Linked DNA regions of Mus musculus: all the other regions are linked to region 2. The links are chromatin contacts, called in public promoter capture Hi-C maps. All regions are on one chromosome and are shown on one strand. Each heading gives the region's core, a stretch centred on a gene start, on an enhancer-like site or on the middle of the called end of the contact. The rest is flanking DNA. Distances are from core to core; before and after follow the strand shown.

Region 1 (3,975 bases), core at 78-2,577, 1.3 Mb before region 2:
TTCAAAGGACAGCAATGAAATCACATAAGCACAGAGGAGTAGCCGTGTAGTTCAGTTGGTAGAGTGGTTGTCTATGCACAAGGTCTTAAACAAAACAAAACAAACCCCAGACATGATGGCACACACCTACGATCCCAGCACAAGGAAGATAGGCAGGAGGATTAGAAGTTCAGGGTCACCATAGGCTACACAGCAAGTTCGAGGCCAACTCAGAATATGTGAAACCCTGTCTTCTGAAAAAAAAAAAAAAAAGAGTTTAATGTTTTTGGTGTTAAATTAGTAGACAGTAAATTGCACAGCAAGGTGCACTTCAAACTGTATTTCAGTGGCAGAACTCACAGCACAAATGTTGTCTGCATGGCTGCTATGAGGCTACAACATGAATTACTGCAGAAAACAAAGGAAACAAAAAGAATCTCACTGACAGGACAGGCCCTCCAGAATGCAAGGGGTTAAGCAGATCTACCCACAGTGGAAAAAGGGAAGGGGGGCTCTTCATTTTCCTTCATTAAAGACTAATTTTAGGTCTTTCTAGTAAATTAACATGCTGTTTATACTTCGGATACTCCCGACCCTCAAGTCTTGGAAAACATAAAATTTCCAAGAATTAAAGTTTCCATTAATACAAACGCCAAAAGCAGGATGACCGGCGGGGGGGAAAAAAAGCACATTTGTTCCCCCACCCCCACCCCCGCTCCTTCTCAAAAGCTATAGAAAGACATTTACTGTATAATCTTTCTTGTGCGCAAGTGAGCAGTCTTATCATTCTTACGATCTAGACTGGAGGGAGAGGCCTGCGGCCAAGAGTCAAAACGGAGCCGCGACTGCGCCTGCCTGCCCCGAAGGCAGGTGTGGTGCTGGACTTTGCTTAGCCGTCCTGCTGGGTGTAAATTTTCTTTATTGGAAGAGACTGTTGATGGTGTTTTTGTTGTTAGTCTCTATCTTTGTTTCCCTTTTTGTTTCTTTTGTGTGACTTTAAGTGCCTGAAAACTGGTCTTAGTTGGTGAAATCGGTTTTTTTTCCGAAAGGATTTCAGCCCTCCCACCCCTCTATATTCTAACACGAATAGATTTACAAGTTCAGGGCAGGGACCCCACCCTCACCCCACGCTCACCCCACAATCACCCCACCCAAAACACCTACACTCTCTCTATCTGGTTTTATTTCATCTGAAGTAACCCAGTGATACCCCCCCCCCGCAAGTTACACTTTAAAAAATAATAAATTAAAATCTCTTTGCGTCAGTGAACTTGGGCTCAGAAAGTTCTCTGAGCAGCGAGCCTTTTAAAGATGTGTGTGCCGGTCTGGCAGCAGAATCCGGGCTACTGGGAACCGAGCTGGCTCGGCTGGTGCCTCCTCCCCCGGTGGTCCCTCCCTTCTGGCCGGCTCCCTGCCTCCCCGGCTCCCCCGACTGGCCTCCGCCTCCACTTTCCCCGGCTCGCTCGGAGGTCTGGCCCCAGCTAGGCGGCTGAGGAGCTGGCGGAGCATGGCCACTAGCACCTCTATCCCCAGCTCCTACCCCGCCCTCCCCGTGGCCCGGCAGCAGGAGGGGGGAAGCCAAACCCAACCCTCATCTTCCAGCCCTCCTCCCCGCGTGCACTATGGATCGCACCTTCTAGAGTCTTAACTCAGTTCTGGAGGACCAACATCCCCCGGATCTGCACTTCGGGAGGTCTCTGCTCCCGGGATGCGAGAGCCTGGGACCAGCCCGCCCTGTGCGGAGCTCAAGCCGCAGCCGGGAGCGCAAACCCGAGTCTGTAAGTTGCATCGCGCCTCCCGGGGAGAGGAGGGGAAGCCGGCTATAGCGCAGCCCAAAGCCAAACAGTCAAGGTGTACCCAGATTGGCTCGAGCTGTGCAAATCCACTGCAGACCTCAGCAGTGTCTCTAATCCCCGCGTCGCAAATTACTTTCCAGCATATAGTATGATATAGGTTCAGAGGGAGGGGCGGGGAGTCTGGCTGCCTTTTAAAACGCATCTCGTAAATCCTTCCAATTTAATATCAATCATTTTCAAGTTCGAAAACGCAATGTTTGGTATCTTTTAATTACAGTTAATATTTTCTTAATGAACAGGAAGCAGTTTTCTTCGCTGCTACTAAAAGAATCCCTCCATCTTTCCTTTTAACCTTGCTACTTTATCTAAATAGTTTAGCAAGTAGATAGTGAACCCACTTGGCCTTTAATTTTCGTCCTCAGGCTTGCCTGACTAATCCCGAGACACAAAAGAATATACAGAAAATGCTTAAAGATTTGCTTATAGCGGTTATTTCCAAGAGTGAGCAGGGAGGAGAGAGAGAGAGGGGGGGGGGGATTCCTCCGGTTCTGATCAAAAGTTTTCTCTGGGATCCCAGACCTCAGACACAAAGTGGGTTCTCTTTTGTATTGATCACATCTTTAATTTAATATGTGTGTAAAACAGCATCCCTTTGTACAGATACCTGAGACGAGGAAATGAAGTTGACAGTTTTTAATAAGCGTTTCTCTAGTCTAGGAGGACGCGTGTGGAGGAAAGGAGCCACAGGTTCAGGCAGGTGCATAGGCGGGCTATGGTGAAAGGAAGATGTTGGCCAGGAAGAGCATCATCCCGGAGGAGTATGTGCTGGCGCGCATCGCAGCGGAGAACCTGCGCAAACCGCGCATCCGCGACCGTCTCCCCAAAGCCCGCTTCATCGCCAAGAGCGGAGCCTGCAACCTGGCACACAAGAACATCCGAGAGCAAGGTCGCTTCCTGCAGGACATCTTCACCACCTTGGTAGACCTGAAGTGGCGTCACACGCTGGTCATCTTCACCATGTCCTTCCTCTGCAGCTGGCTGCTCTTCGCTATCATGTGGTGGCTGGTGGCCTTCGCCCACGGGGACATCTATGCTTACATGGAGAAAGGCACCATGGAGAAGAGTGGCCTGGAGTCCGCTGTCTGTGTGACCAATGTCAGGTAAGAATGAAATGGAGTTACCAGCAAAGTAGAAATAAAAAGCTCTTTCAGCTAGTCGATTGTGAAATAAAGGGTCTTCATTGGGCAGTTCAGAAACAAAAAGCAAATACAGGGTGCAGGGTTGAAGTTAGCACATTAAAGTCTTTGTAAATGTAGTTTTACCAACAGGTTTCTGAGAATGTGCGACTGCTTCTTTGTGCTGACCTTGGATGGGTTCAAAGAATTCCTGACTCCCCCCCCCCCAACAACAACAACAAACAACAACAACAAAAAAAAAAAACCACAGTTCGTTTTCACCACAAGGATGTCCAGTGTGCACCAGGAAATATTCCCAGTCCATCCAAAGCACTGTGCAAATACAAGAAATATTTTTTTTCTGTAAAGCAGTCTTAATTTTAAAATACACTAAAAATAAAATAACAGAAGTAAATAAAAGCCCTTCTTTATCAAGGTTATTTTGGCATCTCTGACAGATTTTTTTAGATTTAAAAAAATTAAAGCTTATTCTAAAATTTAGAAGAGAGAGTTGTAGTGAAAATTAGTCCAGATTTTCACAAACGGGGTTGAATAGACAGCAAGTGGATATTGAGGTCTCTTTCCAAAGCTTCCACAGAGCAGGAACAAGGCAGCTTTTAGGTTATCTAAATTTGACTTCTGCATTTAGGGATGCTTCAAAGTCAGCTAACACGCACTGGGGTTCCACGTCTCTCTTCTCTATTCCCAAGAGGCCCCAAACACTGCAATGGGGCAAACTTTTTAGTTTGTTTCTTTGGGTGGAGACATAATTGCTAAGGCAGAGAGACTGAGGGCGCTCCAGCCAGGCAGGAAAGGACTTCCAGCGGTCCTGGATCCTATAAAAGTAGCAGAGCATGGCATAGACACCCATAGCTGGGAGCAGAGCTCCTCATGATCTTACTTGCCCTTCCACTTGGCCAAGTAATTGCCAGGCCGACATGTCAAAGAGAGACATCACCTTAGACCACACACAGATTCCAGCTCAGATTTGTCATGAGAGCAATGTACTAGAAAGACCTGGGCTT
Region 2 (3,730 bases), core at 457-2,956:
TTACCTGGCACTTGATAAGAAAAAAAAATTATTATCTCTTTAAAGACACAGAAATATAGAAGACGCACGTGCTGAAAGCCACTTGCAATAAATAAATAACTTCCAAAAATTCAGGGAGGGCAGAAATGCTTCAAGAAACGCAGGGACTCAAAAACCAGGTGTAGGAGATTTGAAAACAGGGCCCAGCTGTGGAAGTCTGGGTAAGGCCACTCTGTTTTTTACTTTTTCCTGTTTTCTGTTGTTCTGGCTGTAAACTACTCCAAGGGACAGAGAACGGGCAAAAAAGAAAAAGAAAAAAGAAATCTTTCTTAGTACAGTGTAAAGTTTTACTGTTTGGCAGGCTGGCTTCCCGGCCGCTTGCGCCCCACTCCCTGCACTTTGACTGTTTCAAGTTTCCCAGGAGCAACCCCAAAGGCGCAGCCCCAGCTTACCTGCTCCCTGGGTATGCAGGGCAGGGAGGTCCTCCGGTGAGACTTGCCACTGCAGCCGGACATCTCGCCGGCCACCACCGAGCTGGACCGCCTCCTCCTCTTCCACCCCGGAATCTCTTCCTTGGTCCTCGCGCTCAACTGGGACCCAAACCGCTCCCTGGGCGGAGCCGGCCCGGAGCACTGCGGCAGGATCTGCTCGGCGTACCTGGCCAGCAGCAGCCCAAGCACGGCCGCCAAGTATGCCAGGTAAGGTCTCCAGGCGACCTTGAACCTCTCCAGAGAAACCAGGGCCACCGTCCTAAGCACGCTAGTCCAGGCGACCATGAGGACGCCCAGCCTCAGCCTCAGCACCAGCCATGTCGCGCCACCTAGGCAGCTGAGCAGGACCCCCGCGGCGGGCAGCGACAGCAGGCGACCGTCCCCCACGCCCAAGGAGAGCTGCACCAGCGCTTCCCCGGCGCAGCAGGCGGCCAACAGCGCGACGGCCAGAGGCAGGCGCACCCCGGCGCGCAGCAGGCACAAGCCCATCCAGAAGAAGGCGCACAGGAGACTGAAGAGCAGCGCGGCCGGCTGCAGCCAAGGGCTGAGCTGCGCGCCGCCCCCGGGAGCACCTCCCCGAGGGCCCGGGAAGACGCCCCCTCGGGCTCCTTCCTCCTCCTCCTCCTCGGCCGCCGCCTCCTGACTCTTCTCCAGCTCGCCTCCGACCTCCCCGCCGACCAGCCTCACCAGCAGCGCCAGCAGCACGGACAGGGAGCCCGCGCACAGCGCCGAGGAGAGTTGAGGCGAGCGCCGGAGCGGCTGCAGCGCCAGGGCTCTCCAACAACAGCCGGAGCCCCGAGGGGATGGAGAGGACTCGCCACGATGGCGGTGGTTCCCTCTTGCCACACGGGCGGGACTCGCCCCTCCGAGGCCCGGCTTGGCTAGGTCTTGGGCGGCCTCGCCCCGCACTGCCATGCTCTGCGGACAACCCCCACCCGTCCCACTCGCGCGTCCGCGCTCTTCTCGAGCCCACTCTCGGAATCACTTCTTCCGGATCTACGCGAAGTTTCAGCCTTGCAGAGAACTCAAGAGTGCGAGCTGAAGACTTCAAGTTGGCAGCTAGCAGGATCAGCCTTGGAATTTTCAACCCCCACTCCTCTCCTTTTCTCTTTCTCTCTCTCTCTCTCCCTCTCCCTCTCCCTCTCTCCTTTCCTTTCTCTCTTAAAAGTCCTCCGCTCCACCCTCAGCCAGAGTTTATACCCTGCGGGGTCTCTTCCTACTTCGGGATTTTAACACTTGCTCAACTCACTGAGTGCTCAGGGACCGCTGATGCTGAGGCAGGCTGGGGCACTGGGCGAGCTCAGGCCATCCTTGGGCGTTCAGGGACGGTAGGTGTCTGACCTCCCCTTCCCCCTTCCCTCACTCCCCCCCCCCCCGCAGCATATTCTCTTATTCATTCTCTCTCTCTCTCTCTCTCTCTCTCTCTCTCTCTCTCTCTCTCTCTCTCTCTCTCTCTCCCCTCTCTCTCCCTCCCTCCCTCCCTCCCCCTCCGTCTCCCCACTCCCTCCGACTCTTCCCTCTCCCTCCTCCCCTTTTTCCCCCTCCCCCTTTCTTTCTTTACCTCTCCCAATTTTCCTCTTTATCTCTCCTCTCTCTCGCCCGCTTGCTCTCCTTGGCGGACCTCACCCCACCCCCACCCCGAGCTTGGGCGATGCCCCAGGATGCAGACCCCTTGTTTTGCAGAGGTAGGAAGCAGAGCCTTCCAGCCTCTCTACCCAGTTCATGACAAAAAGTAGGATGAAAGGGAAGAAGGAAGGAAGGAAGGAAGGAGAGAGAGAGAGAGAGAGAGAGAGAGAGAGAGAGAGAGAGAGAGAGAGAGAGAGAGAGAGAGAAGAGAGGGGGAGGGAGGAAAGGAAGGAAGGAAGGAAGGAAGGAAGGAAGGAAGGAAGGGAGAGAGGAAGGAAGGAGAGAGAGAAGAACTGAGACCTATTGCAGAAGTTGCTAAGTTTCACCCAAGAACACAGTGTGAGGAGAGGCTGCAGTATCAGAGAGGAGGAGGGAGATCCGTGAGCTGGTGAGTAACCGGTAGGAACAGGAAGAAAGTGAGGCCCTTTTCTTGTTTTTCTTTAAATAATCATCTTTCCTTTTGATGCATGGTGGCTGCTGTTTTTGCAAGGGAGAAAACAGTGGAACTGAGTGCTTAAAACTCCAAGAGAGGCCTCTGCAGGGGCCACAGTTCTGCCTCTTGCTGGGTTTTAAGGGAACTCCCTAGGAACTCCCTAGGCTCAAGCATGGCAGTTATTGCTCAGGGCTGGACTACTCCATTTCTAGAGATGGGTCCTACCAGCTAAAGAGAGGGGGTGGGTGGGGGTGGTCCTGGCAGCCCTGATGCTGGGATTTGTGGATGGCTCTGAGGGATGAAAGCTTGCATGCTAGCTCATGTTCTTGAAAAATGGCACTTCTGTCTGAGCTTTTAACCAGGAGAAGATCCTGGGCATGAGAGTGTGCCCTCCCTCAGGATAGCTGGAAACCCATCTCAAAGGCTCATTCACACTCTGCTCCAGGTGGAAGGTCTGTTTGCCACAGAGAAGCCACGCCCATCTTTTAAAGCTACATTTTAATTATTTGTGTAAGTCTGTGTGAGAGATCACAAGACAACTCAAGGGAGTCAGCTCTCTCCTTTCCAAGGCCCAGAGGACTAAGCTAAGGTCTTTAAGCTTAATGGTAAACACCTTCCCTGCTACCCACTGAGACATCTTGAAGGCCCAAACATGCTTTTCTTAGTGTTTCTCTACCTCTACCTATTCTAGTCTATGGAAGAATCTCAGAGTTACCTAGTGCACAAAGCCAGTTTTTTTTTTGTTTGTTTGTTTGTTTGTTTTTCATACAGGCAGGAAATATAGAGTGAGAAGAATAAAAAGATGAGAAAGGAATAGAGAGATGGCTCAGCAATCAAGAGCCCCTACTGCTCTTTCAGAGAACCCAAGGAGTTCCCAGCACCCACATCTGGTGGCACAGAGCCACCTGCATTTAACTCTAGTTCCAGGGGATCTGATGCCCTCATCTGGACTCCACAGGTATCTGTACTCACACATATTCACACATAACAAACAAAAGGACAGACAGGCAGAAAGAAAACTTTTAAGTAATTTTAAAAGTCTATCTGGGAGTGCCAGGACATATAACCCCGGGATCTAGAAAGCTGAAACAGGAAAAGTGTTGGGAGTTAGAAGACAGCCTGCAAGACAAATGGAACACTGGGGGAAAGTGTATCCCTCTCCCCAACTCCAGAGCACAAGTATCCTTAGTCAACAGTTACT
Region 3 (3,732 bases), core at 1,111-3,610, 1.4 Mb before region 2:
TCCATTAGGAAAACAGAAGGTTTCTTGCCAAGCAGAAACAGAGGAATGCTCCCTGCGCTTTCAGCCCTCCTCCCTCGGCTCCAGGCTGTTGCCAGTTCCCTACAAATGTGGAGTGATAGAAACGACACAGCTCAGCAGGGGGAAGCAGGTCCCAGACAGAGCACACTGTCAGGACCCCAAGCTCTGATCTACTGGATGCATTTGTCTGGGGTGGTGAGAACACCTATCCTGGAGAACCCTGGATCTTCTCACTCCTGTTTCCTGTTAGGGTACCTACAATAACTAGTTCACCCCAGAAACCTGCCCCCTCCCCCAAATAAAACCTACTCCCAGACGTCTTCCCTGTTCTCCAGGAAGCCAGGGTTAGCCCTTGCCTTCTCCCCACCCCCTCTTCCTGGTTCTCTATTCAGATCCTCCAATGTAAATCTCTCCTTTATGCTCTTAGACTCATGAAAGAAGGTCCTGGGCTGCCTCAGACTCACTAGCTAGCAAGATTTCTCCCACCCTGAGAAAGACACATCTTGTTCATTGTATATCTCCAGAACCTAGCACAGTGTCTTCCTTGCTGTGGAGAAAGGATGCTTAGATGCAAATATAGCCGATATTCCTCTAGCAAGCAAGTCTACCTGGCACGTTCCTGGCAAGCATGGAAATGTGAGCCTTACAAAGACCACAGTTTGTTCTCACTGTTGCTGTGAATCCTAGGGCCTCAGAGGGCATTCTGTCTTCTAGCTCCTCACTATAGTCACCCCTCCTAAGGTCACGTGGAAGACAGACACGCTCCTTGGACTGTTCAGTCCCAAGCCATGGTGTTGCCATTCTTTGACATAGGTCCCCCTGGACGTGGCATTTAGTTCAAGGCTGCATAACTCAAATTGAAGTAATGGTTTGGCTCTTACTGCTAAACTCTGATCGTTGTAGATCAGACACTGCTGTCTCACCAAATTATCTCTCTGGCTTGGCATACTAGAATGGTCAGATTGATTGGAGAGATACCAAGTATCTGCTTTATATTGGCCTGTATGGACTCTGATGGTGGGCCAAATGTACCCCGCCCAGGACTTCTTCGTTCTTTGATACAAGTGATGAGTTATTTAAAAGTTTTGCAATTTTACTGGAAGATTTTACAGGAATGGGGGGATTCTTTTAGCAAGTAGGGCTCACTAGTGAGTGGGTCAGTAATTCCTTACAAAATGACCTATAGATGGCTTATGTCAGAACAGCTGTGGCCACAGGGAGGAAAGAAGCTAACTCAGCTGGGTATGGCACCAACTTTCAAACCAGTTGCTTGTCAGCTCTGTTTTGTCTATTATTTAAGGAAAGTGATTACAAAGTCAGGATATGTTTGTTACGTAGAAGAGATATGTTTCTTTTTCTTTTTAGTGTGTATGTGTGAAATCATACCCAGGATGTTCAAGTGCTTAAGGGTCTTCTTAACTTTTAAAACAAACTTTCTATGGCATATATTCATTGTACATGGTAGTGCAAGGGGTTGGAAGTATAGGGTGAGACGTGCTCACACAGGACATACGCTTGTTGAAGGTTATTGCTAGTTCTGCTAGTAAAGTAAGCCACACAGAATTGTGTTTGATCATGTTGAGCAACAGGGATGAGCCTAAGTTTCCCATGGACATCTGATGTCTCTCCATCACCACGACTATTAGGGTGAGAAATCTCCCAACCCTAGAGGATGGAGGATTTTCTCTGATGCCACTCAGAGTATTTACAGTGCCTTGTTCACCCTCAAAACCCAGCTTCACCCCTAAAGCTATACCAAGACAATCTTTTCTGTGCTCTGGGAAGCCTGGCTTGACCCTTCCCTCTCCCCACCCTCTGTCTCTATTCAGATCACCCAAAGTAAATCTCCTTCGCTTTCACAGGGTCACTGCAAACAGACCCTGTGCTGTGCCAGCCATCTGTGAGAAGATCCCTCTATCTTCTGCTCCTTGGCACCCTACTTTCTTTCTTTGGTTAAAAAAAAAAAGAGCCAAAGAAAAAGAATATATTTGAAGGGATATATTTACCTGTTGTAAATGTATGGTTTTCTGTCTCCATTGGTTCTCATCCAGCCCAGCTCAACATCATTTGGAAAAATGAAATAAATGCCTCAAACACAGGTAGAACATACTGTGATTTCTGTAGCCCGGATGGCATAGGCCAAGTCTCACAACATTGGATCCATCAATACTGTGGTGACTTTTAATGAAGAGTTGTCATCGCAATGGCTTCTTTTCATAGCTGTAGCATGAAAATGGAGCAAACACTTGCCCTCTTGGACTCTATCCAGAACTCAGCAGAGCAACTCTGGAGTCCACTCGCCTGTCACGCATCCCATCCATGTGTCACTCTGTTACAAACCATTCAGTAGTTAACAGTGACTGGCTTTTTCTAATTCTCCTGTTAGGTGACTAACATTGTGGTGTCTTTGTTTTCTGTAGGCATGAAACCAGATTCAAGCAACGCATGCTGGAGCTGACAGACACGAACAACATTGCCTACTTATTTCTCTCAGCAGCCAACAGATGGCTGGAGGTCAGGACGGTACGTTCATTATGTTCCTTGTGCGATTTCGTAATGGAAACCAAACAGACAGGAGGCTTCGCGTGGAGAGGCAGATGTTTGGTGGAACTAGCCTTCTACGGAGAGTCAGGACCAGGCCTCCATTGACTGGACTTTAAAATAGATCAGGTTTGGTTTTGTTCCAAATGAAATTTATTTTCATGTTGTAGCTAATCACACACACACACACAAAAATGCCCCCAAAGCAAAAATCACTCTGTGTTCTCTATACCCTCCGAACTACCTAAGTTCACAGGATAGTAAATATTTATACAATGCCATTTTTTTTTTGTAAGACAAGTGACCAGGTACACTGATGTCCTTCACTGATCCAGACAAGCTTGTAAGGGAAGGTGGATTTTTTTGTTTTAAGCCAATGGAGGGTTACGTTAGTACAAAACTGTCAGCCACTAAGTCATCTACTGCTGTCTTCTCTCCTGTGTGACACACAGGAATAAGCACAGACTCTGGCACAGTATGGACTTCATGTCCCAGATTAAGTTCTTGCTGTGCCAGATCCCTCTTCACTTATAAAGTAAGAATAAGAACATGTACCTCATGGACGTGTCCCTAAAATAACAATGAAGGCGCCGGAATTGCCCTAGTATGCAAGTCTAGCTTGATTTGTTGCTGTGATAAAATATGCTATCAAAACACAAGTGAGGGAAGAAAGGGGCTTATCTCAGCTTACAATTCCTGCTTAGCCTCCCTCATTGTGGGAAGTCAAGGAAGAAACTTTAAAGAACTAGTCCTATCATAACCACCGTCAAGGGCAGAGGGAGAGAGAGAGAGGGAGAGGGAGAGAGGGGGGGGGGGGCAATACAATCTCACGCACTTGCTTCCTCTACTCTTACACCCCCTGCCTAGGGGGTGGCACTGCCCACAGTGGTATAGGACTTTCTACATCAATTAACTTAATGGACACAGTTTCCCACAGACATGCCCAAGGACTACCCAGTGTAGATAACCCCTCACTGGAACTCTCTAGCCAGGCGACTGTAGGGTTTGTCAAGTTAATCTAAGTCCCTGCTGTAGATTATTTGTATCTCCAACCAGATGCAGATTTAAAAAAAAAAAACAAAACAAACCCATAACCAGAGAAGGTAGATGATATAAGAAGTTTAAAGGGGTCAAAATGAAGACTCCCAAGTTCAAGAGTGGTCATAAAATACA

What was found. Promoter capture Hi-C pulls out the DNA fragments that hold promoters and counts their contacts.
Region 1: a contact with region 2 is called in a promoter capture Hi-C map of pre-B cells, with 4 times the contacts expected there. The contact joins the promoter of Kcnj8 here to the promoter of Pde3a in region 2. A contact is called at or near these places in 4 of 39 promoter capture datasets (cranial neural crest, embryonic stem cells, hippocampal neurons and 1 more).
Region 3: a contact with region 2 is called in a promoter capture Hi-C map of pre-B cells, with 7 times the contacts expected there. The contact joins the promoter of 5330439B14Rik here to the promoter of Pde3a in region 2. A contact is called at or near these places in 2 of 39 promoter capture datasets (hippocampal neurons and pre-B cells).

What each region holds. Positions count from the first base shown.
Region 1 is chr6:142,568,966-142,572,940 of GRCm38.p6, reverse strand. It overlaps Kcnj8 (potassium inwardly-rectifying channel, subfamily J, member 8), which reads left to right and starts at 1,327. Exons shown (of 3, transcript NM_008428.5): 1 at 1,327-1,757; 2 at 2,488-2,935. The coding sequence starts at 2,562.
Region 2 is chr6:141,247,245-141,250,974 of GRCm38.p6, reverse strand. It overlaps Pde3a (phosphodiesterase 3A, cGMP inhibited), which reads right to left and starts at 1,706. Exons shown (of 16, transcript NM_018779.2): 1 at 432-1,706. The coding sequence starts at 1,385. Gm28523 (a long non-coding RNA gene) reads left to right here and starts at 320. Exons shown (of 2, transcript XR_378118.4): 1 at 320-1,798; 2 at 3,301-3,730.
Region 3 is chr6:142,613,223-142,616,954 of GRCm38.p6, reverse strand. It overlaps 5330439B14Rik (RIKEN cDNA 5330439B14 gene), which reads right to left and starts at 2,360. Exons shown (of 2, transcript NR_037679.1): 1 at 2,025-2,360. Abcc9 (ATP-binding cassette, sub-family C (CFTR/MRP), member 9) reads left to right here. Exons shown (of 40, transcript NM_011511.2): 31 at 2,439-2,541.